Regions from separate parts of the Mus musculus genome. Here region 1 is linked to region 2. Evidence: chromatin contacts called from public HiChIP or PLAC-seq data. All regions are on one chromosome and are shown on one strand. The core of a region is the stretch at or near the end of the contact, and the rest is flanking DNA. Distances in the headings are between cores, read along the strand shown.

The links. HiChIP or PLAC-seq counts read pairs in DNA pulled down with a chosen protein or histone mark.
Region 1: a contact with region 2 is called in an H3K4me3 HiChIP or PLAC-seq map of pro-B cells, with 4 times the contacts expected there. The contact joins the enhancer-like site here to the promoter of Slf1 in region 2. A contact is called at or near these places in 4 of 39 promoter capture datasets (cranial neural crest, hippocampal neurons, liver and 1 more), 1 of 484 Hi-C or Micro-C datasets (cortical neurons), 4 of 115 datasets of contacts at active chromatin or transcription factors (bone marrow-derived macrophages, forebrain, large pre-B cells and 1 more) and 2 of 9 other capture datasets (adipose tissue and liver).

Annotation. Positions count from the first base shown.
Region 1 is chr13:78,115,828-78,123,079 of GRCm38.p6, reverse strand. All of the region lies in intron 9 of Fam172a (family with sequence similarity 172, member A), which reads right to left. It also overlaps the pseudogene Gm18990. Among named protein-coding and RNA genes, the nearest start is that of 3110006O06Rik, 52 kb to the left of the region's middle. Within about 2 kb of position 4,834, at least 3 of the 459 cell types and tissues checked have an H3K27ac peak or open chromatin away from gene starts, as enhancers often do. A contact at or near this core is called in pro-B cells, where this site is marked.
Region 2 is chr13:77,131,917-77,138,950 of GRCm38.p6, reverse strand. It overlaps Slf1 (SMC5-SMC6 complex localization factor 1), which reads left to right and starts at 3,483. Exons shown (of 21, transcript NM_134071.3): 1 at 3,483-3,598. 2210408I21Rik (RIKEN cDNA 2210408I21 gene) reads right to left here and starts at 3,415. Exons shown (of 20, transcript NM_001145676.1): 1 at 3,321-3,415.

The DNA of each region.
Region 1 (7,252 bases), core at 3,585-6,084, 980 kb before region 2:
TCCTTCCATTCCCAACAGAGTACATGGAATAGTCCTGCTTACAGTTTACTGGAGAAGAGAGAAGGGGTAGTCACCCTACATACAAGTTTACAGTATATATGTTACAATGCATATGTTACATGTGTATCATATGCATCACCTCTTCATATAAAGGTCAGGGAGTCCCTTTAAACACTGGAACAAAGGAATGAATGCTTGTTTTATAAGACCTACCAAAGAAACAGCAAAATGAACAAGAACACACATAGGCACTAGTCTTAAAGCTGCACAATAAGGAAGCAAAAGGTTGGAGATGAGAAATTCAGGAAAATATATAGGTATGAGCTTGCCGAAGAAGAAGAAGAACGAAATCACAGTTCCAGTCTTCAAGGTTACAAAATGCATTCTGCATATCTTCAAGAAGCTGCGCATAGTCAGCCTTCATCTTTGCCTCGCCATCTTTCACTGGATCCTTGAATTTCATGGATGAGAGTTTATAGAGAATCTCCCCCATCTGCTCCAGGATAATGGACCATGTGATCTTACTGTCGCTCTGGACAGTGGTCTCCATAGCTTGGTGGGCCATGTCATAGAATGAAATCATGTTGGACAGCATCCCCACTGTCTTGTAGAATGGACAGAACCTGTCATAAGGAGTGTACACATTTTTTTGTAGGAAGTCATCTTTAATAAGTTTTGCTTCCTCCAGAGTGATTTTATCCATCGTCGCTAAAGAAGCATTTCCACGAGCTGCACAATTTCCACCAGATCCTCTTCTTCCTGCAGAATGTCCTTAGCTTTGGTCCTCAGAGGAACAAACTCTGTGAAGTGTTTGTCATAATACTTGTCCAAGGCATGTATGTAGCTGATGAGCCAGCTGGCAGAGGGGAAGTGCTTGCGTTGAGCTAACTTTTTATCCAAGCCCCAGAACACTTGAAGAATACTCAAGAGTTGCAGAAGTGACTGGCTGGATCAGAAAAATCACTCCCAGGTGGAGAAACTGCTCCTACAATGCTGACACTCCCTTCTCTCTCAGGGTTTCTGAGACATTTCACTCTGCCCGCTCGCTCACAGAAAGAAGTCAGCCGGGCATCAAGGTATGCAGGGTATTCACTACCTGCAGGCATTTCAGCTAAGAGACCAGAGATTTCTCTTAGAGCCTCAGCCCATCTCGAGGTAGAGTAGGCCATCATACTGATGTGGTAGCCCATGTCACAGAAATATTTTGATAGTGTAATTCCAGTGTAAATGGAGGCTTCTCTTACAGCCACAGGCATATTGGAGGTATTGGCTACCTGCACTGTCCTCTGCATGGTTGACTGCCATCAACTTCCATGGTGAGCTCAGGGAAGGCCTGGAGAACTTTTGACATCTCATTTCCTCTTTCACTGAATCTGATGTAGACTTGGATAGAGAGTGGGAAATCAGTCTTTTCACAGTCAAAAGCACCTGGAATAGCAGTAGTTCCTTCCTGAACACACGGACAAAGGGCATTGAGAACTCTCTGGCCAGTAAGCAAGGGATGATTGGCAGGTAGCTTTTCAGTGACAGGCTGCACCTGTCACTGAAAAGGCCATACTTGGACCATGCTGAACTTCTCCTTCACACCTTCAAATTTAAGCTCCAGGATGACATCAGATGCATCATAATTCTCAGGCGGTGCGATGTAAGTCACGCTTCCTCTGTTACATGGGGGTAACATGATTTTGTGTTTGATGAGTGAGTTCTCATTGACAAAATGGTTCCCATAATGCCAGGACTCAGCTCTACTGAGAGAGCTTTACCAGTGCAGAGTACAGGGTCTCCAACAGAGACACCAGAAGTTTCTTCATACACCTAAATGGTGGCCATGTCACCTTCCAATTGAATAATCTCTCCAACCAGCTTGCTGTGCCCCACTATCACCAGCTCATACATAGTAGCACTTGCCATGTCACAGGCTGTAATCATAGGCCCTGAGTCTCCATGCACAGAACTAAATGTGCTTTCTTTATCTTCATCATGGATTTTGGGTAGCTTGGAGAAATCCATTGTGTTAAATTTACCTGCCCAGGCTCAAAATGTAGACGGAACCAAGAGGCTCTGTCACTGAGAGAGAGGAAGTCTTCCTTTTATTTAGTTTTAAGGAAATGTGGAATTATGACATTTGCAGGTAAAAGATAGGGCTGGATAAGAACTAAGCTGTGAGTGAGGTAACCAAGGCCCCGATGGACAGATTCTGCACAGTTCCTTGTACATGTGGATCCTGGCTATAAGGTCTTCATATGTTGAATCAGGAGTACCAATAGTGAACAGGAAGACAGAAAGGACCACTGGGGTAAGGGCAGAGAAATAATTTAATAGGAAATGTCTTCCTTACTTTGACGTACATTTTAATGATGTTATCGAGTGACAGAATTTTTTAAAAGAATTAGGGATTGAGCCCAGGGTTCTGTCTATATTAAGCACAGCTCTACTACTCACAGAAACTTCAGCCCCAGAGTGCTCTTTCTACTTTAGAACCATAGTAATGGTGCATCATATTAAAGACACATATTTCCATGTTGATGGCATTACTTTCATTTCTTTTGAAAGTCCCTATTCTCCAAAACTAATGGCATGACTACTAAATTTTAAAATGTAGTTTTTACATTTTAAGAATTAAATAGGTTTATATTTCTCTATGCTAAAGTCTCTCAAGATCCTTCCTAAACCCTGCTGAAATTACTGTTTGTTACTAGTGTCTAGAGTCACTTTACAGTACCTTCCCTGTTCCTATCAACTATAAAACAACATTAATTTTTAATGCTCCCTTGTTTATAAAACATTTGAGTATGATCAGCACACAAACTCCATTTTCCTTTATCAAAGCTTTCTTTAACACCTGTGCAACTTTTATGAATACAACTCCTATGTTTAGAAACATTCTTTATAAAAATCATTTATTATGTTTCTGACTGAATCCGGGAACCATTTTTCTTGTTCATACTTTGGTAGCTTTCTGTTGTTAAAGGGTGCTACTGATGACGCCCCCATGCACATGACAATCGCAGCTTCGGGTCCTCAGTCCTATCACAAGTCGTCTAACGGCTTCTGTTTCTATGTGGCTCCTCTTGAGGACACATTGGCAACTATAGCAGTAGAATGTGCCCAGGACTTACACAGATAATTCCTGGATAAGATATCAATTTTTAACTTTTTTTAGCTTTATGATTCTCTGAAAATCACATTGCTGAGACTCTATTTCTTCACTTACAAAGTAGAAACAATAATATTCATGTTATGTCATTTTTGGGGAATGTATAAAATTATATATGAAAAAGGGTTTTATACATCCTAGAGCACCATCCCGATGGAAATATAAATTTCAGTGTCAGATATATGAGCTATTTGTGTTCTTTATTCTCAAGTCTAGATGCATTGTTATTTCTTTTCATAAAATTGTCAGTTGCATTGACCATATACGTTTAGTCCAATTTATGGAAGCATTTATAGTTACACACACACACACACACACACACACACACACACTACCTTGTACCAACTTCCAGGAGTTTTACAGTTACAGTAATTCAGAAACAGAGTTTTATGCTCTGCCTATCCACCTCTCTCTCTCACTGTCTTACTAGGAGTTCTTTGACTTTGTAGCCTTAAATTTCACATAATGTGGACATTTGTGATGTTCTTCTGCACAGCATCTGATTCACTCCCAATGGCTAAAGGAACACTTAGCCTATAAGTGGTATTGGCGAATAGGTGAGAAATTTCATCTTTGAAAGAAGGTCGGTAATTTACAAGGGAAGGGACAAGAAATTTAAGTGGCTTAGTGTGTTTCTTTTTCGTCTCCTAGATAAAATATCTTAGGCAGTGATACAGCATGAGTGAAAGCACACAGCCTTAACATGGACAGAGAAGTGCAGAGAGTCCACATACATATCCTTAGCCAAAGGAGAACCACGTCTCCACTTCCTAAGCTTTCCAGTCCTAGTTATTCATGATCTCGTTGCCTTTCTAAGTGTTTGTCAACACACTTCCTAATATGTGATATCAATTATTTGTTGGGGAGTTTTTGTAATAGATTTCATTTTGCCTCATGCTTATTGTTCATTTCTTCTTTCTAAAATGTCTACTCCTTTAAGGCAGAGGCTCTGCCATGGCTCCTGTTGTGTCTTCTTCCCGTGAGAATTTGCAAAGTCAGCATGTAACATGCATTTGTTGACTGAATATGAATGTGAATATGAAGTAGTGGAAGCTCAATTGGACCTCACTGAAAACTAGAAACATAAATGTTCTAAGTACTGCAAATGTTTTATTTTCTAAGCATAAATATATGCTTTAAAAATGCAGGTGTCAGGTTCCAAATAGTAAAAATGATGAGCTAAGGCATGTCTGCCTCTAACCCACTTAGAAGTCTCTTATCTTCAACAACCTCATCATACAAATATGACTGTGAGAAGCCTTTGGATATACAGATAACAAAGCTTAAAGAATACATTTGGTTAAAACTGGATTTAATGCTACTTTCTGTTTTAATAGGGTTCTCAGTAAAAAGAACTATTTCTATTACCGAGAAATAATTTTATGGATTCATATGCTATTCAGATTTATCTACTTTTATTTTTTTATTTAAAAGTCATAAAAGGAAGAAATAGGGTATTGCTATATTATTTTGATCTTTAATATCTCACCACACTTAATGCATTTAAAAAAGAAACAAACAGAGAACACCTCACATCTTCCTTTTGGTCCAACCAAATGACAGATGGACATTACTCACAACAAAACCAGGCAGAGTTTTGAGGCTTGGGCAGGATGCAGCTTTCCGCCCGCATGGTCTCTCGTGTGGTAAGGATGCAGCTTTATGCCTGCACGGTCTCTCACATGGTAAGAACCTGCTTCCTGAGCCCCCAAGGTGTTAGTAACACCCCACAAGATGTATGCTTGATGGATAAAGCTTTTCCAGGGCCACCTACATCTTTTTAATTTTCCATGCTGTCCTTGCTGCTCACCAGGGGTTAGGTGCCTCACATACATTGTTTTTCAGTACATGTGAACTGTAGCTATGGAAGATGAGCCTCTGTAAAGAGTGTGCTTCCCATATGCCTGAGAGAGCATGGAGAATTGTATACAGGGATAAGTTAACACTTTACTATCTGCAGATCTCAGATAAGAGGAATAGAATATCAGGAGCCCTGAGTGTGCAGCCTCTCTGTGAGCACAGCCAATAGTCAGTCTGCAGTTTGCTTGATGTTTTATAGGTGTCCACTCTGTGAGAGGCAGCACAAGAACTGAGAAAACCGAGATACAGTCCACTTGACGAGAACAACCTGTTAGCCCATTGGGCAGACATTAGCAAGGGAGAAGGGAGATGAGCAGAAAGTTCCATTAGAACACTTGACTTTATGGAAGATATGTCGCAATTGATTTTTCCTTGACATGCAAGTTTTTTTTTTTTTTTTTTTTTTGTCCAAATTCTTATTAAAAACATCAGCAACTAAATTTGCTTTCATGGGCACTGTTTTTAAGGTAATACTTCTTATTTTCATATATTTTAGTGAGGTAAGTGGCTATTCTTTACACTGGACAGGACTTTTGCAAAGTTTTCTCTCTGTGAAGAGTAAATGGCCTTTCTCAGGATTTTAAGTTGGGCTTCTATTATTTCTAATGCAACAGCAACTGTTCTCTCAGTTTTTCTAGGATCTTTGTTACTTAAAGCTCAAGAGATGCTTACTTCAGGCTCTCATTGGAGGCCTTATTCTTATGCATTCATTTCCTACCAGAAAAACTAACAGACATTGAAGAGTTGAGATTAAGGTACATACATTACATATTGTTTAGGTTCTTCCATTATACAGTGACTTATGATAAGAATCAATGTAGTTTGTCTCTTAATCCTAAAATTTAGACATAATCCAATATTATACTGTATGCTTTTATTAATCATTGATATAAAACACCAACAATGTAAGGGAGGCTGACTATTTTGTAGTGCTTTGGTGAAAGACATCTCCCACTGTGTTAGTTTCTATTTCTTGGATAGTGAGTAATCTATGTAATTTTGCTTTCCTTTTTCCTTCTAGAAACATTTACTTTAGACAGCTGAGGCTAAGAGGTTAACAAAAAAGATGAGATCACTGACTTCAAGGCATTTGTAGTCTTAGGAGGAGTGAGACATCAGTCTAAGAATTTAATAAATAACAACTTATTTATGAGAAAACAGCATGTATGTGGTGACTTTTTTGGTATTTAGTATACACAGTATAGCTTTCCATATGAGCTTGCATGCTTTTGCTTTCTAAGCAAGGTCAAGCTTGCCAGCCATCATTTCCATTCTTTGTTTGGTCTTGACTGTAAGAAAACTCATAGATAAATTTTATGATATAATATGATTGTTTTCTTATATGCTGATGGCCAATTACTTTTATCTTGAACTAGTTTCTACTTTAATAGAAAGGAAAGGCCATAGAGAGACGATTCTAGGTACAGTCACCCTACTACAATGTCTTTTTAAAAAAAGATTTATTTTATTTATATGAGACTGCCACTGCCTTCAGACACATCAGAAAAGGGCATCAGATCCCAATACAGATGGTTGTGAGCCACCATGTGGTTGCTGAGAATTGAAGCAATCCATGCTCTTAACTGCTCATATCTCCAGTCCCACAATGTCTTTTTCTTTCTTTCTTTCTTTCTTTCTTTCTTTCTTTCTTTCTTTCTTTCTTTCTTTCTTTCTTTCTTTCTTTCTTTCTTTCTTTCTTCCTTCCTTCCTTCCTTCCTTTCTTTCTTTTTTAATTTTATTTTTAATTTTATTTTTAATTAAATTTTTTTTTTTACATTTTAAATGTTATCCCCTTTCCTAGTTTCCCCTCCAAAAATCCTCTACCCCCTCTCCTCTCCCCCTGCTCCCCAACCCACCCAATCCCATTCCTGGCTCTGGCATTCATTCCCCTATACTGGGGCATAGAATCTTCACAGGACCTAGGGCCTCTCCTCTCATTGATGACCGACTAGGCCATCCTCTGCTACATATGCAGTTGGAGCCATGAGTCCCACCATGTGTTTTCTTCGTTTGGTGGTTTAGTCCCAGGGAGCTCTGGGGGTACTGGTTAGTTCACATTGACCACAATGTCTTCTTAAAGTTGCATTTATAGTTGCATTTTAACACTTGAATTGTTCTACACACTCACTTTTGTATAAAGCAACACAAAATTTTTATACAAGTTCCTACTTTGAGTTATCTTTAAATCCCGTCATAGTCTTTACAAATGACAGGCTTTAAGATAAGTCAAAGTTG
Region 2 (7,034 bases), core at 2,234-4,733:
TTATAAGATGGCGCTGTCTTCCACTGCGCCTAACTAGTAAACAAGCCTTATGCACAAGTGCAAGAGTAAACTCACGCCTAGTCACTGCCCATCTCGGGGCATAGTAATGGGGTGATGGGCGAGCAACTAATCAGGTGCTGTCACGCCACATCAGGTGCTGAAATGTCACGCTGCAGGCTATATAAGCAGCTCCATTTTCCGGGTTCGGGGTCTTCCTCCTGAGAAGTAAGCAATAAAGCTTTTTGCCGCACTCAGAAAATTGGAAATAGATCTACCTGAAGATCCAGTTATACCACTCTTGGGAATAGACCCAAAAGTTGCCCCACCATGCCACAGGGGCACGAGTTCCACTATGCTCATAGTAGCCTTGTTTGTGATAGCCAGAAGCTGGAAACAACCTAGATGTCCCATGACAGAAGAATGGGTACAGAAAATGTGGTTCATTTACACAATGGAGTACTACTCAGCTATTAAGAACGAGGACATCCTGAGTTTTGCAAGCAAATGAATGGAACTAGAAAATATTATCCTGAGTGAGGTAACTTAGACCCCAAAGGATGTGCATGGTATGTACTCACTAATAAGTGGATATTAACCCTCCCCGCCCCCCCCCCCACAAAAGTACAGATTATCCAAGATACAGTCCACAGAACTCAAAAAAGTCAACAAGCTGAAGTACCCATGTGAGGACACCTCAGTCTCACTTAGGTGAGAGAAGAAAGCAATCCCAAGTGGAAAGGGAGCGAGGGACCTGGGAGGGAAAATAAATGAGGGGAAAATGGGGGTAGCAGGGAACATGATCTGGTATTGGGTGAGGGAAAAGGACTGAAGCCCTGAGGGCCAGTAAAAGAATGGAAACAGGCAATTTCAGGAAATAGGAGGTTGAGGGGCCCCTCCAGAATGCACCAGAGACTTGAGAGATGAGAGACTCTCAGGACTCAAAGGGATAAAATGCCAGACAGTAGGGAGAGGGAACTTAGAAAGCCCACCTCCATCAGGAAGACAGGTCATCAAGTTAGGTATTGGGTTGCCATCCCACAGTCACTACTCTGATCCATAATTGTTCCTGTTTGAAAGAATTACAGGGATGGAAATGGAGAGGAGCCTGAGGAAATGAAGATCCAGCAACAGGCCCAAAGTGGGATCCAGCTCAAGGGGAGGTCCCAAGGCCTGACACTATTACTGAGGATATGGAGTACTCTTAAAAAGGGACCTATCATGACAGACCCCTGAAAGATCCAACAAGCAGCTGAAAGAGTCAGATGCAGATATTTGTACCCAACAAATGGATAGAAGCAGCTGAACCCTGTTTTTGAATTAGGGAAGGCTGAAAGCTGAGAAAGGCGATCCTGCAGGAGGACCAGCAGTCTCAATTAACCTGGACCCCTGAGATCTCTCAAAACACTGAACCACCAAACAGACAGCATACACCAGCTGATATGAGACCCCCAACACACATACAGTAGAGGACTTCCGAGTATGTGATCATTTAGAGATGATACACCTAACCCTCCTGAGACTGGAGGCCCCAGGGAGTTTAGGGGTCAGGTGGGGTGGGGGCTGGAGGCATCCACGAGGAGACAGGGGGTGGAGAGGAGATATGAGATGTGGAACAGTCGGAGGGTGGATTGGGCAAGGGAGGAATAAAATATGGAGTGTAAAAAAGAAAAAAAGAACTCCCAATGTCCCATTTCCCAAACACTGGAATTACAATCACATGTCACCATGATAGGTAAATACAGTAAAGAGCTAAGTTCCAGAATCAGGAAGACTGGAATCTCAGTCATGACAATTTTATACGTATATGTTACGACCTCTCAGTTGCACTATAAAATGTATGCAAAGAGACAGGATTTTTCTTTTGTAAACATTAAATAGTGAATATAAACTGCTAGGCAGAAGGCAGAGACACCTGTGAGCATTCATGAAGTGCTATATGAATCCAAGGCACAAATAAGAACAGTGCTTTTTTTTTTAAAGCTAGTTGCTATGCGTGACGAACATAAAATCTCCCTGAAAGTATTTATAACTGTTTAAGATATAAGTTAAAAAAATCATAAGGTGACAATATTTGCATCATTCAGAAACTATAAAAGTTCAGTGATTAATCAAACAGGCAGTTAAAAAGATCAACATGCTTTTCTAAATATAGTTTTACTCTCAAAAGGCAAAGGGGCGCTTGTCTGATGCTTCAGGTCCCTTTAATTGAATATATGACATTTTTCTTTTTAAAAAGATTTGTTTATGCATATATTTTATGTACATGGTGTTTCATCTGCATGTATACCTGCACACCCGAAGAGGTCACTGAATCTCATGTTACTAGAGTTACAGATAGTTGTGAGCTGCCATGTGGGTGCTGGGAATTGAATTAGTGACCTCTGGAAGAGCAGAGAGCTCTTAATCAGTGTACCATCTCTCTAGTCCTAATATTATATTTTAATTTATGGTACACTCTAGACGTCTTTTGAGATTGACTGATTTGGAGAAATGGGAAAAGGTGATCAACAAATAATAAGAGGATGAGTGAACTCCCCCGAGGAAACTGCATTGGTCAAGAAAGAGTAACACTTTTTGCGTCTTTGAATAAATGAGCATCTTTCCTCGAACTAGACATTTGTCAAAAGCAATTTCTCTTTACAACTCCTCTGGGTAACTCCAAATCCCCACCCAAAATTATCCTGAACTATTCGCAGTGAGTTCATAGTAAAGTCAGAACATTCCTTACTGAAAGTGTACCTGATTCTAATCAATGATTTCCACAACATAAAACGTGTATCTAAAGCTGATGCATACCGTTATAGGAATGATAGCGTCTCAGTAATGCATAGCAGAAAAAAAACAAAAAACAAAAAAAACAAAAACAGAAGCCATTTTTAATTAAAACTGAAGGAGAAAAGTTCAATTAATTGAAAATCAGGAATGTCCCATTCTGAATGCATGCAAAAGCCGCCGTCTTCAGCTGCCTGCTTGCCCTCCCAAGTGAACCCCCAACTATTTTAACAGTATTCAGTAAAGGGTACATAATGTAACTTTCAAGAAACAGGGAGACCAAACCCTGCGAATAGACAGGGTAGAAACACTGCACAGAACCAGTTGTCTTCGGCTAAGATCGACTTCCACGTTGGAGGTAAGTCAAGCGAATGAAGACAGTGAGCCGGATCCCAGGGCCTTCTCCAGCCTCAAGGAGGATCAGGCACCAGAGGAAAGGATGGGGATTTAGGGGGCCAACTTCTGTCTGCTCACTTCTCGGTCCTATCCACATTCGGCAGGTAGCTGGCAGGCCGAAAACACCGGGAAGAGAGGGAAAAGTCACTTACCAATCTCCGTCTATGGCGCTGATCCTGCAAGGGCCTGACGCGCTGGCCAGAACCAAATAGTCGGCATCTCAGGCAGCCCTGGCGACCGCTCGAGAGCGTCACTGACAACCACCCGGAACTGGTAAACTGCTTCCGGGAACGCCGAGCGCGCGGCGGGAAATTGTTTCCTAGAACCTAGTTTATTGGAGCAGGGAGTCCTACGGTGGTAGTCGTCGCCCCTACCGCCACCACCGGCAGCTTCGCAAGACGAAACCAGCCCAGAAGCTTCGGCCGGGAAGGTAAAGCGCCTCAGCTCGGAAGACGCCATTTACCGCGTTCTCAGGCAGCGCCTCTGACTTCCCGGCCGTCCTCTCTGGGCCGCGGAGGCGCTTGGCGCTCGTGCTTTCACAGCCTTGGTTCCTTCAAGGTGAACTCGGGGCCCGCGCCCGTGCCGATGGCCGGGCCCTCCGATCTCGGCCTGCCCGGCCCTTCTGGGCAGACAGGTCCCTGGCGAGCCCCGCAGCGCGCCCAGGCCGCTGCCCGCTGCCGGGGCTCCGGGCGCTAGGCCGCTCGCGTCTCCCGTTTCCATAGAACCGCCTAGGACGCCTCACCCCGTGCCAGTTCTTGGATGCCTACAAACCTTAGCTTCCATGAAGGTGGCAGGGATTCCCAGGGCCTGCCTTTCATTAAGATGAAAAACGAGACATTCTTTCTCTCGAGTAGAATTGTTTTTCACACCGAAATGAAAATGAGCTTTTTATCTCAGCGGTATTGTAGGCTTTGAACAGCAGCGCGCGAGCACCTCTCCTAAAGGAAGGGTTTGTGTTCCTGGGGTTCCTGAGCACCAGGACAACTCTAAGTGACAGAAATGTATTGCGTTTTCAAGGTCTGGCTAAATTGATACTCATTTACCTTAATACTCCAAATCGGGATTTGGGACCTGTGGTTGATCGAAATTGATTTTCAATTCCCCAAGCTCTTTTGTGAAAAATGACTATCCTCTACAGAGGAAAATAGATAAATAAATAAGAGAAAAAATTCCTTTGAAACATTGGAAATGACTTGAATTCAATCACGACCCAGGTCTTATATTGGTTTTCAAGCTGTTGCTGTGAATGGAATGATTCTTGTTTATTCTAGGTGTTCAAAACATAGCTTGATCATTTGGGTAGATTTGTGTGAGAAGAAATTTGATTATTTGTAAGGTAACATTAAGAATTTCACGACCTAGGATGTTGAAACACTCAAATGTTTAGATATATCTTAATGTGAGACAGTCTTCAATAAGCAACTAAACTTCAGTTAGACCTGTTTTCTTAGTCGAGATTTTTCTCATGCTTCATTGACTTGGGTGAAAATCAATGATATGATTTAGAATATTTTTGCTTTTGTAAAGCAGAAAGCTTAGATCATGTTGGTGTATGAAACAGTAGTCTGTTGTAATTCCTTTTCATAATCAAAATAAAGAGCAGTTAAAATTCCATTCCATGCATTCACAATTTCCATGGCTGCCTCTTTGATTTTTAGGAAACCAATAGTATAGGCTTACTAATTAAATAGTATTTTCAGTTTGTTTCTTGGCTGTATTATTCTACAAATTTCCACTGTTTTAAAAACCAGGTAAAGAATAAATTCAGTTCTCCATAGGTTAAAATCATAAGGCTAAAGGAGACTGAATACTTTCAGAACTTAAGTCGAACATCACCTGTTCTTTTTAAGCGATTCCAACAAGATTATTTTGAAATTTAAAATATATTATTTTAATAATATGCATGAAAATTTTCAATAATTGATCCAAATCTGTTTTGAGAGAGAAAAATAGAAACTTTTATCAATAGGAAAGTAATAAAACTCTTTAGAATATTCCAGGAAATATGTGAATATTTTAGATATTGGAATTATGTTTTTGAAAATGATTAATAATTGTTTAATTTCTTCATTTTGTTGTTCTAAATGTCTCCTATCCCACGTAGTAGATTCTTTTTTCATGTAGTATTACCTTCCTGCTATACTGATAGAAATTAGATTGCTTTGTAAAATTGCCTCATAAGATTGTTTAAGAGAGGTAGATTAAGTCTAAAATTTAAGCCAGATTGGCATTGTAGAAAAGGCATAGCCTTTCCACAGTAACAGACTTAAATCTTGGTTTCACTGTCTATCCAAAGATTTAAATCCTCAAGGTAGGTTTTTTTTTTTTTTTTTCTCTGCCCTTGGTACTAGGGATTGACTCAGTATTTATTTCCTTATCTAGGTTAAATTAGGTGTAATTTCCAGCATTCTTACCAGTATCTTGTATTCTCATCTACATTTAGGTAGATATACTGGATAAATATATGAAGTTTTTAGACTTGTAGAACACACTTGGTTCTTAATAAGAATTAAATCAATCATTTTAATTAATCTTAGACTTGTGCTTTTCTTACAGTTTGCTTCTTAAGGACTACTTTAATCCCAAATTCAAAGTTTTAGTCCAGCCAGCACCATGTATAGTGTTGGAGAGATAGGAATGTCTCTACATTGTTCTTCAGTCTCCTATTTTTTCTTTCTTACACATTTTGTTAATTCTCTGTTTCCAAATTCTTCATTAAAGGAATTAATGACCATTTCTTTTTAATATTCAAGAATATTTCAGAAATCTCATCACTAGGGACTTAGGGTTTTTTGTTTAGATTTGTGTTTTGTATGTTGCTTGTAGATTGAGCCTAGGGTCTTGCAGATGCTATGTAGACACAGTAGCTTTGAGCTCCATTCTCAGTCCCTCCAGACCTCAGTTAAATAAGGTCACATTATGGGAAGGTGGGACAGGAAGTAAGATGGCTTCTTTTTATGTTTATTTTGTGTGTGCCTGTGTATATATATGTTCCATCTGTGTATTGGGATCAAATCAGGTCTTTAGGCTTGGTGGCAAGAGCCTTTACCTGCTGAGCCACTAACAACATTTTTTAAAACAAATTCCAAAGGCTTGATATATTAGACCAAAGGTCTATTTCGTAGGCCAGGATTCCAACACTCCACCTGTAATTACACAATTCAGAGCCAGCAGAATATAACTCACATAGTATAGGAGTGTATGCTATTGTAGTGTATGTATTGTAGCAGTATTGTAAAACAGAAATCCAGAGCTTTGGCCATACTCAATTTCATTGTAATTTTAAGTTTAAATTTAATTTTTCAGTTAAATCTCTCAAATTGTGAATTCAAAGCTGTGAAATTAACCGTCCTGGAGACTTGTATATATTTTGTAAAAGTCTGTTCAAATAATCTCCAGTAAAAGATGGTCTTAAATCAAAATATTATCCTATTATAATGAAAACAAAGAGACTGCTAATTTTTAACATGCGGTTTTAAAACAATGGAAAAATAATCAAAAATCCAAAATTAATAAAAAATTTAAATACATGCCCACATTTTGTTATATGCTTGTTTTTCATACACACACAAAACTAATACATCAGTTTTATAATGTAAAAAAATTAGAGATGATTTAAATTGCTATATACTCGTAGTACTTTTGAAATGTTCTATACTCAGTGTTTGTTGAAATTAAAAAACAAATATTGGTAAAGATAATTTTAAAAGTAAAAATTTAGTTCTTATATATGTATAAGAACTAAAACACATATATATACATATGAGTGGTTATAAAACATTATAATGCAGAATAGGAAAGATTTACCCTCACTTGTTCCAAGGACTTTGTTAGGCACAATGACTTCTTTCTGAAGCAATTTGTTT